Linked DNA regions of Anser cygnoides: region 2 is linked to region 1. A link is a contact called in public Hi-C data. All regions are on one chromosome and are shown on one strand. Each heading gives the region's core, a stretch centred on a gene start, on an enhancer-like site or on the middle of the called end of the contact. The rest is flanking DNA. Distances are from core to core; before and after follow the strand shown.

Region 1 (4,343 bases), core at 1,295-3,794:
CACTCAAGGGGGCCCCCACAATGTCACACGAGTTTCCAGTCAGCTATTTACATTTTAACCATGCTGTTGTTCAGGTCGCATCAGTGTGTGACGAGACAGCAGTGCCTGAAGCCTGTGCTTCTCCTTAGAGTCCTCATGTACCTTATTATTTCATAACTAATATCCCAGAGAAAACCAAAGGTCAACAACTTAATGACAAAAAGGATTCGGGATTTGGGAAGAAGGAAGGATATACTTAAGCTATCTCATAGAATCTATACAGAATTTTTGTATTATGTCCTATTTTGTAAAATGTTGTATTACCATTACATTTAGCAGAGAGACGGTACAATGAGAACGGACAGTTGTTTCCATCATAAGGTCAGGTGACATGGACAAAATTTTTGGAACATATTCCTGGTATTGAACTCACTAGTTAATTGGAAATACAGCCTATTGCCTTTTCATTGGCATCAGTGAGCTTTGTGTCAAATCCTAAATGCATAGCATTGAGAAGCATGTCTTATTTCAAACATGCTGTAATCAGTGTAGAATTCTGTAATTCTATAATCAAGTCAAGAAATCCAATTTTTGAAGACATTCTGGAAGGGAGTTTTATTTGTCATTATTCACTTCTCTGATGCTCTTTTCTTTCCACTGTCTGATTCACTTCTTTTATCATATTTCCCCTCTTTGGCTCTTCCTCAATCATACCCACCTAGTTAAAAATAATCACGTACTAAAAAGTGCATAATGAGATTTTCATGATGCTCCTTCCTGACATAATTTTTGATTATGTAATTAAGGGTTCTTATTGGGCTCTTGAACCGAGAGAAGATTTTGGTTTAATTAATCAAAAGGTCTTGCTCAAATCAGGGTATTTTTAAGCAGTTTAGTTTTTAACTAATGTACAAAAAGCATTTTTATTTTTCCTCACTTATAGGATGTTATGTGATATGCTCTTTACCCTCTAAAGTCAACAATATAGAAACATTGTCTTGACATCAAGCTTAGTTCTTCTTAGGTAAAGCACTAGAATTAGGAACCAGGAACAGAGGTGCATCAAACTTCGCTGTGATTGAGCTAGGATAATTTTTGTGTTTTACTAACTGGAAGTTTGCCAGATGATTAAATGGTCAATTAAATTGGGGTTGTTCCACGTGAACTTTTTTCCTATAAGAAACCATGAAAATAAATTTGCTTTTTTTTTTTTCTTTCTTGTCAAATTAATATTCTTATTAAATTTGTTGTTTTGAGCAGTACTAAGAGAGGCTGCTGGACGTTTTGCAGATAGTATTGCAAATAAGTATTTGCCCTGAGCTAACATAACCAACTAAAAGGCACTTTTTGTATTTTATTCACTGTAAGTACATGAAGCAAAAAAAATAATAATAATAACATGAATGGTGGTGCTTGTTTTTGTTTATGAATTGCTTCTTCCTAAACACATTTGTGTCTTGTTGTTATCAGCCACCAGTATATCCTACAGGAAAAGCCACCTACCTTTTGGACAGCACAACCAATGTGAATTTAAAAAAATTAAGAGGTGGAGACTAGAATTATGCAGCCACTTCTGAACTTGTATGGTTTTCATAATTAAAGGCAGGAAAAAAGTCTCTCATGCAACAGAGATTTCAAGACAAAAGAAAAAATGTTTTATTAGATAAACAAAATACAAGTTATCCATCCATTTATTCTTTTCTCCCATTCCAGTCTCTGCTTTTTCCCATGTGCCTCAGTGCTTTTGAAGATGCAGATCCCGACTTTTGGGGGCTAGGGATTGGCAATAGCTCAGCAATCTGTGGTCCACTGGCTTTCAGCTGCGACAAGTGCTTAAGATGCTTGTTGAGAATGAATGGATCATTCACATGTTTATGTTCAGATCACACATAAGTGATTGACTAAACTGGGGCCTATTTCCAGTGTTGGTGTAAGGGAAAGGAGCAAAACCTCATGTAATGTGGTGCTGCATCAGCTGCTGCTTTGATATTCAGTGCTTCAAGTGTATTTAAGCAGAGCTGTAATTTCTATTTTTTGTCTACACCTGCAATTTAGTGCAGTAATAATATTTTTTTTTTAAATATGGAGTGATTTCAGTAATAAGCATTTGTGAAATAATATGTGAACCCTTCACCACTAAATATTGAGAGCAAAGGAAGTCCGCACTTGATAAACCAAAGATCTTTGTCTAAGGGTGGACTCAACCAGTTAGATATCAGATTAGCACAAAATAGATAGCTTTTTCATAATACCTAAGTTTGCATTTGTGGTCTCCCTGGACTTCTTGTATTAATGGTAAAACTCTCTCTATAGTTATCGTAGTGCATGTATTTTATACCTACAGGGCTGAATTCATGTAATCAGGAGAAATTTACTCCTATATGCAGCTCAGGCTGTGGTTTCATTATTGGATGTAAGCCCATCTAAGTGTGGGCTACCCTTTTTCCCCTTCCTCCGTTGCTGCGTGTTTTCACCACCTCTTTTGTGACACTGTGGTGAACAGGATCAGGATCAGCTGATCCAGCTGAAAATTAACCGGAAGGCAAACAAACAAAAGCTCCTTTTTTCAGACAGATTTTTTCCCTGACTGGCTCAGTGTGCAACCCCTAAGAGCCGCCGCTGGCATGAGAGGAGACCTAAGGTCTTGTGGTAAGGGCAAGGCTGAGAGAAGGATGGGACTGCCTCCTTTGGCAGCAACTAATATGCAGATCAGTTGAAAGCCATTTGTGAAACTATAGCCTTACACTGCTACATGCATCAATGCTGGATGCGGTCCATGAAATTATAACCACTTCTATAAGGTCAGTGCATGGGCTGTGAGCTCACAGCGTAGGCGTAGAAAGACATTCTGGGAAAACATCACCAAGCTCTAACAGAATACTAATTGACTACAGCAGACCCTTCGGAGAATGGGAATCAGACTTTTTTTTTTTTTTTTTTTTTTGCCTTATTGATATTATCAAAAAGGGCTTTTTTTTCCACTTGCTGATTTTGTACAGAAACATTAAAAATAAGAGTAGCAATAAAAATGCCATTAAACCGACAGTATCACTCGTGAAATCACAAAACACTTTAATTTGAATTACAGTGTGGATGCTGTAACATCATACATAACAGGAAGCCAGTGACAGCAGATTAAAGTTAGGAGGAGGCCAATATGCTTTGCCACAGAAGATGAAACGATGTAAACACTAATGGCCCAGAACACAGCACGCAGAATGTCTTAGACTGAAGATGGAAGGGAACAGGGCAGATGTGTTTTTCTTGAAGCCTCTCTTAACAACCAAATTGCATTAACAATAGCAAAGATGTCAGTCAGTTTGGGCCCCTTTGCTTTCAGAAGTTCAGCACTTTCGAGAAATCTTCATCTTGGATAAAAATTTGGCCAATTAAGTCAAAAAGTAAAAAAATCTGAAGCTTTTTTTTTTCAGAATGTCCAGCTGGAGTAGAAGTGAAAAAAATGCTCTTTCTTTTTCAGAACTGAAGAAAAATGTTGCCATGTAGACACATAGACACAGCTCTATGGAAAGGAAAAAAGGAAAAAAATTAGTTTCTTTGAATTAGATGTACATAACATGCTGCAGAATACTTTTTTTTTTTTTTTTAAGAAAAAAAATACTTACCAAAGTGTAAGGTATTTGTCTTTGGCATGTACGAGATTGAGATTTTATAGATCTTAGAGGCACCCTGGTGTTGGGTGACTGTAAAATATAAATTCTAAACAGGATTTTCTTTCCTGTTCTGAGGATGTTGACTTGAACTAGATTATGCAGCCCTTTTTACACATTTACACCCACTGTTGATCTTCATAATGTCTTACTATGCAAATAGTTCCAAGCCATGAGAAAGACCTCCACAATTCAGACTTTTCTGAAAGTCTTTGCAAAGTTCAGACAGCAGCCCTGAGCCCTGATAGTCCCTGGAGAAGGAGAAAAATGCCTCTTTTCCTTGCTTTCTCCCAGGCACGAGGAGACAGTGCCTCTTAAGTAGTTTGTAGACAAAGCTCTCTCTTCTGAATGGCTGGTACTTTGGTGATGACTTGCACTGGAGCTGTATTTCCATTCCTCAAGGACCAAAATCCTGGGGCAGAAGTCAGTTTTCTGTACATGAAGTTTAGGCTTAGGCCAGATTCCTGTTTGGTATGCATCAGGTCACAGCAACAAACTAAGCTTGGGCAAGGTAATTACATAGATAGTCACACTGAATTCATTGACATTACCCATGTGCATAAGGGTGGCGAGGGCTGGCTTCAGTAAATCCGAGTCTCCATATTTCATTTGAATGACCTGTGATATGTTAATTATTTTTCCATTCCACTAGCTGAACAAATTACAGAATGATTTCGGTTTCAAATTGAGCATGCT
Region 2 (4,925 bases), core at 268-2,767, 170 kb before region 1:
TTGATGTGGTCTGTTAGATTTATAATCATGGAAAATGTAACCTATAAAACAAACACGAAAAAAGACCTCCAAAGAAACTGAGAATACTCACTTGCTACAAGACTTTCATCCATCTGCTTGAAATAGAAGGCAACTTTGTCCAGTTCAGTCAGTGTGACCTGGATGTCTTCCAGCATGGTACGCTCCTCCTTCTGTGGGGCAAAGAACCAGATACAAATAGGTCATCATCTGCCAGAAGGAAATCAATAGCAGGACAGGATAGTTGTTACTGGTGTGCTTTGCTTCAGGAGACCTAAAGCAGAATACAAAGCTTTCCACTAACTCCACACCCCCAAGGTAACTACTAATGGCTCGTTAACTTTGTGATACAAGCTTAGCTACCCTTCGCTTGGCTGTCGCTTGATGCGATTCACAGAGAGTAGAGAGGTTGAAGCACTGAATAATTTTGAAGGTGTCTCTTTTTCCAAACTTTACCCCATATCTACAAATGTGAAAAGCCTATCAGTTACTGTGAAATAAATGTCCTTACATTCCGTGCAATGTGAAGGAATAATCATTGCACACATTCAATATATGATGTTTAAAAAGTCCAAAAAAGTCACTTCTCTATACTGTCAGAGCTATTTGCCTTTTTTACGCTTTTCTCTTAACATTTTTACTGTAGCTTATCTACTGAGGATTATCTACTCATTAGGTGCAGGTGAACTATGCAAGACCTTCTCCTCCTTTGACATGGTGCCTTTAGCTTAGGCTCAAATCACTGCACCACGGCATTGTGTGAGAAATACACTTCAGTCCATCTATTCTATAAAAACAGTCGCTGTATGAACAAAAGTCTAGATTTTCATGTTTGGAACTCTGAATACTCAGAACTTTTATCCACTCGTTGAAATGTGTGATTTCACCAGAAGAGGGCAGGCCACACATGCTTCACCAACAGCCGAGCAACTAAACGCAGCAACATCACTCCAAATATAAAAGCAGTTTGATTCTGACAGTGCTCTAGTGTGACAGCCATCCAGTATTTGTGAGGAGATGGAAGTAATGGGATATGGAATACTGGGGCATGGCTGTCAGCATTGGGAGTCTCCTGAGGTTGCTGCAGTGAGAGCCTCAACATGCTGCTAGAACAAAGGGCTCTGGCTGGATTGTGAGTGGCAGAGCAGCACACATACAAATGTGAACAGACCCAAGAGTGTCAGCAACTCTTCATCTTACCACAGTGGGGGAGAGCAGAGACTGGTAATTTAGTAAAACACCAGTGGCTGCTATCTGTTCCAGCCATTTTCTGCTGGCATCTCTGCTGCTCTCTTCATATTCCCCATTGTTGTTGTATCGATAGTTGAGAGCAGCCAGTAACTGCTCCGAGAAGGTGCAAATAGCAGCCACAAGAGATTGGCAGAAGATGGAATCACGCCTCAGCTGTAGCTCAGTATCTGCAAGAGAAGAGGAGAGAGGCATAAAGTAGTCATGAGAATACTCACTGCTATTGTAGTATCTGTGTGCATGACATTTGACTTCTGCTGTAGCTTTGCACAGACATAACAGATAACCTCTTCTTGCTGCGTGCCCTGGCTGTAGAGATAAAGATAGCATCAATGGGAAAATTTTGCTGAAAATTTTCCAGGCCACTTGACTCTTTATTTTACCTCTGCCATCTGCATGCTCATTCTTCTGACTGGGAAGAGCTGTAACTCCTTATTGCCATAATCTGGACTGATTCCCTTCTTTTTATGTTTACAGAAGCAAGAGAATTCATGAAAGAGGATCTCTGCCATTACTTCTCTCCTGGGCTATTAGAGATTCATTTGCCCCTCATCCATCTGTATTTCATGGGCTTCCCATATGCTTAATGCATTAACTGGGCCTGCCAGTAGGGTACCAACTGGTTTATGTTTCCTGGGAGAATTTCCCATGTTAACTTTGCTTCCAGTCAGGCTGCCAGGCAGCCACATGCTGGTCTAAGCAACCTTGTCATACTTAAGGGGATTGTAGGCCAAAGAGGAACATGAATAAGTGAAGAGCTACTTCCCAGGCTCCTCCAATAGGCACTGCAGTGTTCCCAAGAGAAAGAAGCTGAAGACATCATTCAGAGGCTTTGAAGATCTGGATTATTTTTATGGAGCACTGACCACAATAGACTGACCAATAAAGTCTAGGCCCTGGGCCCTATCTTCAACTGAAGGGCAACCACGCCTTCCAGCAGTACGAACTGAACTGCTAAAGTAAGGTAAAGAGAGCTTAGAACTGCCCTCAAAGCTAGCGAATCCCTGCTGCCATAAAGCTGGCATAGCCAGTTCAGTGCCACCTGCTCCTCCATTCTTTCCAGAGGATACTGGTGAAATTGCTGAGGGGATGGGGCATAGGTAAACACTTATGGACTCCGTATAGCTGTTGTCATTAAAAGCAGCCTTTATGGACACTAGACTGACACTGCAGGCTGGTTTTGACAGACCCACGGACCAGGCCTGGCAGGAGCACGGAGGTGATTTAGAGCCATGCTAATCCAACATCTTCATTCTATGAAAACATGAGAATCAAGCCGGCACAGTGAAATAATGACAGCCTATTGCAGTTATTTATTACCTCATTTTCAAACAAAAATACACCACACAGATATTTCAATTATAAAAAGACAGCACATTCACTCCTGGGAACAGCCTGTCACTTGATCTGTGAGTACAACATTTTGTGCATGGTAACAGATTAATGGTGTCTAGCCACAGTGGTTTTAGGAGCTGCCTGCACATTTAGGTTCTTAGTATCCTCCTGGCTGTAATTTCAGTATACACAGTCCCAAATCCCTAACGTGCCTGCTCTGTTTAGAAAGATGTCAGTGTCCATGGTCTCACAGACAGTTGTGCAATAGGTCTCATTTTTGCTGCATGTTCTCACCACAGAAGGAAACAGTAAAAGCCATCTGGGAATGCGGGTTGTACAAAAGAAAAAAGGAAGACAGAAAAACAGTGCTTGTGCGAAATCAATGGCCAGCCAGGTGACACAGCAACCTACACTGTAATTGAAGCAATGTAAATTGAAGAACAGATGTCAGATGCATGAAAAGGCCGCCATAGATGCAGAACACAAGAAATGTTAGCATAAAATGCCAGGACTAAAGCTAAATGCAAAGGAAATACCGCTTAGATGTATGCACAGGCATTCACAAAAAGTTCTGGTGGGACGATGTATATACAGTGTATTGCAACAAAGTGATACCCCTTACCTGTGCATTTTAACAAGGCCAAAAGCAGCTGATTCTTCCCATCTAAAACAGTGAAGGAAAGGAAGGCGCAAGTTAACACGATGCCAAAGTAGATTTGATTTTATTCGATTAACAGTGTCCTCATCCCCTGCATGGCTATATCTACATACTATAGTAGTCCTTACACAGACATTTTAATGACAGAAAAACAAGTAAGGTGTAAATCAAAGAATTTTACAAGCTAAATGCTCCATTAACTACCAGGAATTATTGGAAACAAATTGCATGTGTGGATGAATCCCAAAGGAGGTGACTGCTGCCCAGTGCTTTGCACTGAGTGTAAACATTGGATTCAGCTACCCTCTTCCAGTTCAACCAGGTTTAGGACTCTTTTCCCTGTTCTTCTTTAGAGCCCAGTACAGCGTTGTTACAAATTGATATAAAATGATAAATTGAACTGCTAGACTCGATTAGATCAGGGCTATTTGATAACAAACTTTTCCCCATTTACTGACCTTCCACATGTTTTTGTATGATTTCAACAAGGTTCTTGATGCGCAATGGAAGGTTCCACGGATCTTCTTGAATGCTGGCTTGAATGTTATTCCTGCACCTCACTGTGGTTTCTTCCTTCTGTTTAAATTCTAGAAAAAAAAATGCAGTTTGTTGGGCATTGAGGAAATGCTATATAGCTGAGAGTGGCTTTTGATTTATAATGTGCATACAGATGCAAGCAGAGATGCAGACAGTATCAATAGCAATAACCGTGAATGAAAGAGGTTCTTAAATAGATTTAATGCAGAAAGGGGAAAAATAAAGACTATTCCTATAATCTAATCATCAGCAGTCTCCCAGCATTGTTTTCAGGACTGTGAACTAAAACGTATGTACCTGAGCGATGTGCATGCTGAAGGGAGCTCTGTACTACTCGCACAGCACAGAATTACCTTCTGTTTTCTGTGACTCATATTTGATATACTGGCCTGCGTATCATATCTAAAGTTTGGGGCTGTGCAGAATCAGATCAGCTTTTTGGCTGCAACATTCACATCCCATAATACTAATGAGAAGTTATGAAATATTCTGCTTCCTTTCACCTGATGTCAGCTAATTATTTAATTACAGAACAGAGGATCTATTTGTCATGACTTCGCTACGTAGCTAAGCCAAGAAGCCCATTGTTGGCAATAAAATGTATAAGCAGACAGAAAAACAGTGCCAAATAACTGCTCATGAACAGAACTGGAACAGCATTCAAATCTACATTTGTCACTGAAAGGCATCTACGGTAGCTATTGAAGAGACACTTTGGTCTGGGGATTCCAGACGTAAGCAGGGTTTGTCTGTTCCTTAGTGTGATGAACGCGCAATCATCAGTTAACTTGAGTTAACTTAAAGACTCTCCCAGTGCAATTAATCTAGTTGTCATAAATGAAACTCCATTTAAGCAAAATAAAATGAAGGAAGTGAACACAGAGTGTCTGTTATTTCCTCACTTTATTCCAACAGCACATGGAAAGTCTAACAGATAATCAATGTAAGTGTGAATGTGTTTGTAAAGATGAGTTCATGTAAAACAACTTCATAGAAACTAAGAAGAAAAAGAAGAATAAAGAAACTCTGCTCGAGTTTGCCACTGTAACTTAAAAACAGAGTTTGTGAAAGGTTGGGAAGCCCATGACTACAGCACCTGAAGTATATTAGAATAGTAGGAAGCAGTTCA

What was found. A called contact is a pair of places that touch in the nucleus more often than the background predicts.
Region 2: a contact with region 1 is called in a Hi-C map of fetal liver, with 1.9 times the contacts expected there. The contact joins two enhancer-like sites. A contact is called at or near these places in 5 of 7 Hi-C or Micro-C datasets (fetal liver, granulosa cells and liver).

Annotation. Positions count from the first base shown.
Region 1 is chr16:9,275,817-9,280,159 of Taihu_goose_T2T_genome, reverse strand. All of the region lies in intron 1 of ARFGEF2 (ADP ribosylation factor guanine nucleotide exchange factor 2), which reads left to right. Among named protein-coding and RNA genes, the nearest start is that of ARFGEF2, 6.0 kb to the left of the region's middle. Within about 2 kb of position 2,544, at least 1 of the 3 cell types and tissues checked has open chromatin away from gene starts, as enhancers often do. A contact at or near this core is called in fetal liver, where this site is marked.
Region 2 is chr16:9,440,948-9,445,872 of Taihu_goose_T2T_genome, reverse strand. PREX1 (phosphatidylinositol-3,4,5-trisphosphate dependent Rac exchange factor 1) reads right to left here. Exons shown (of 40, transcript XM_048072456.2): 30 at 3,718-3,846; 31 at 3,224-3,265; 32 at 1,219-1,436; 33 at 92-191. It overlaps LOC106041348 (a long non-coding RNA gene), which reads left to right. Exons shown (of 11, transcript XR_010825206.1): 11 at 1,744-3,719. Among named protein-coding and RNA genes, the nearest start is that of PREX1, 160 kb to the right of the region's middle. Within about 2 kb of position 1,517, at least 1 of the 3 cell types and tissues checked has open chromatin away from gene starts, as enhancers often do. A contact at or near this core is called in fetal liver, where this site is marked.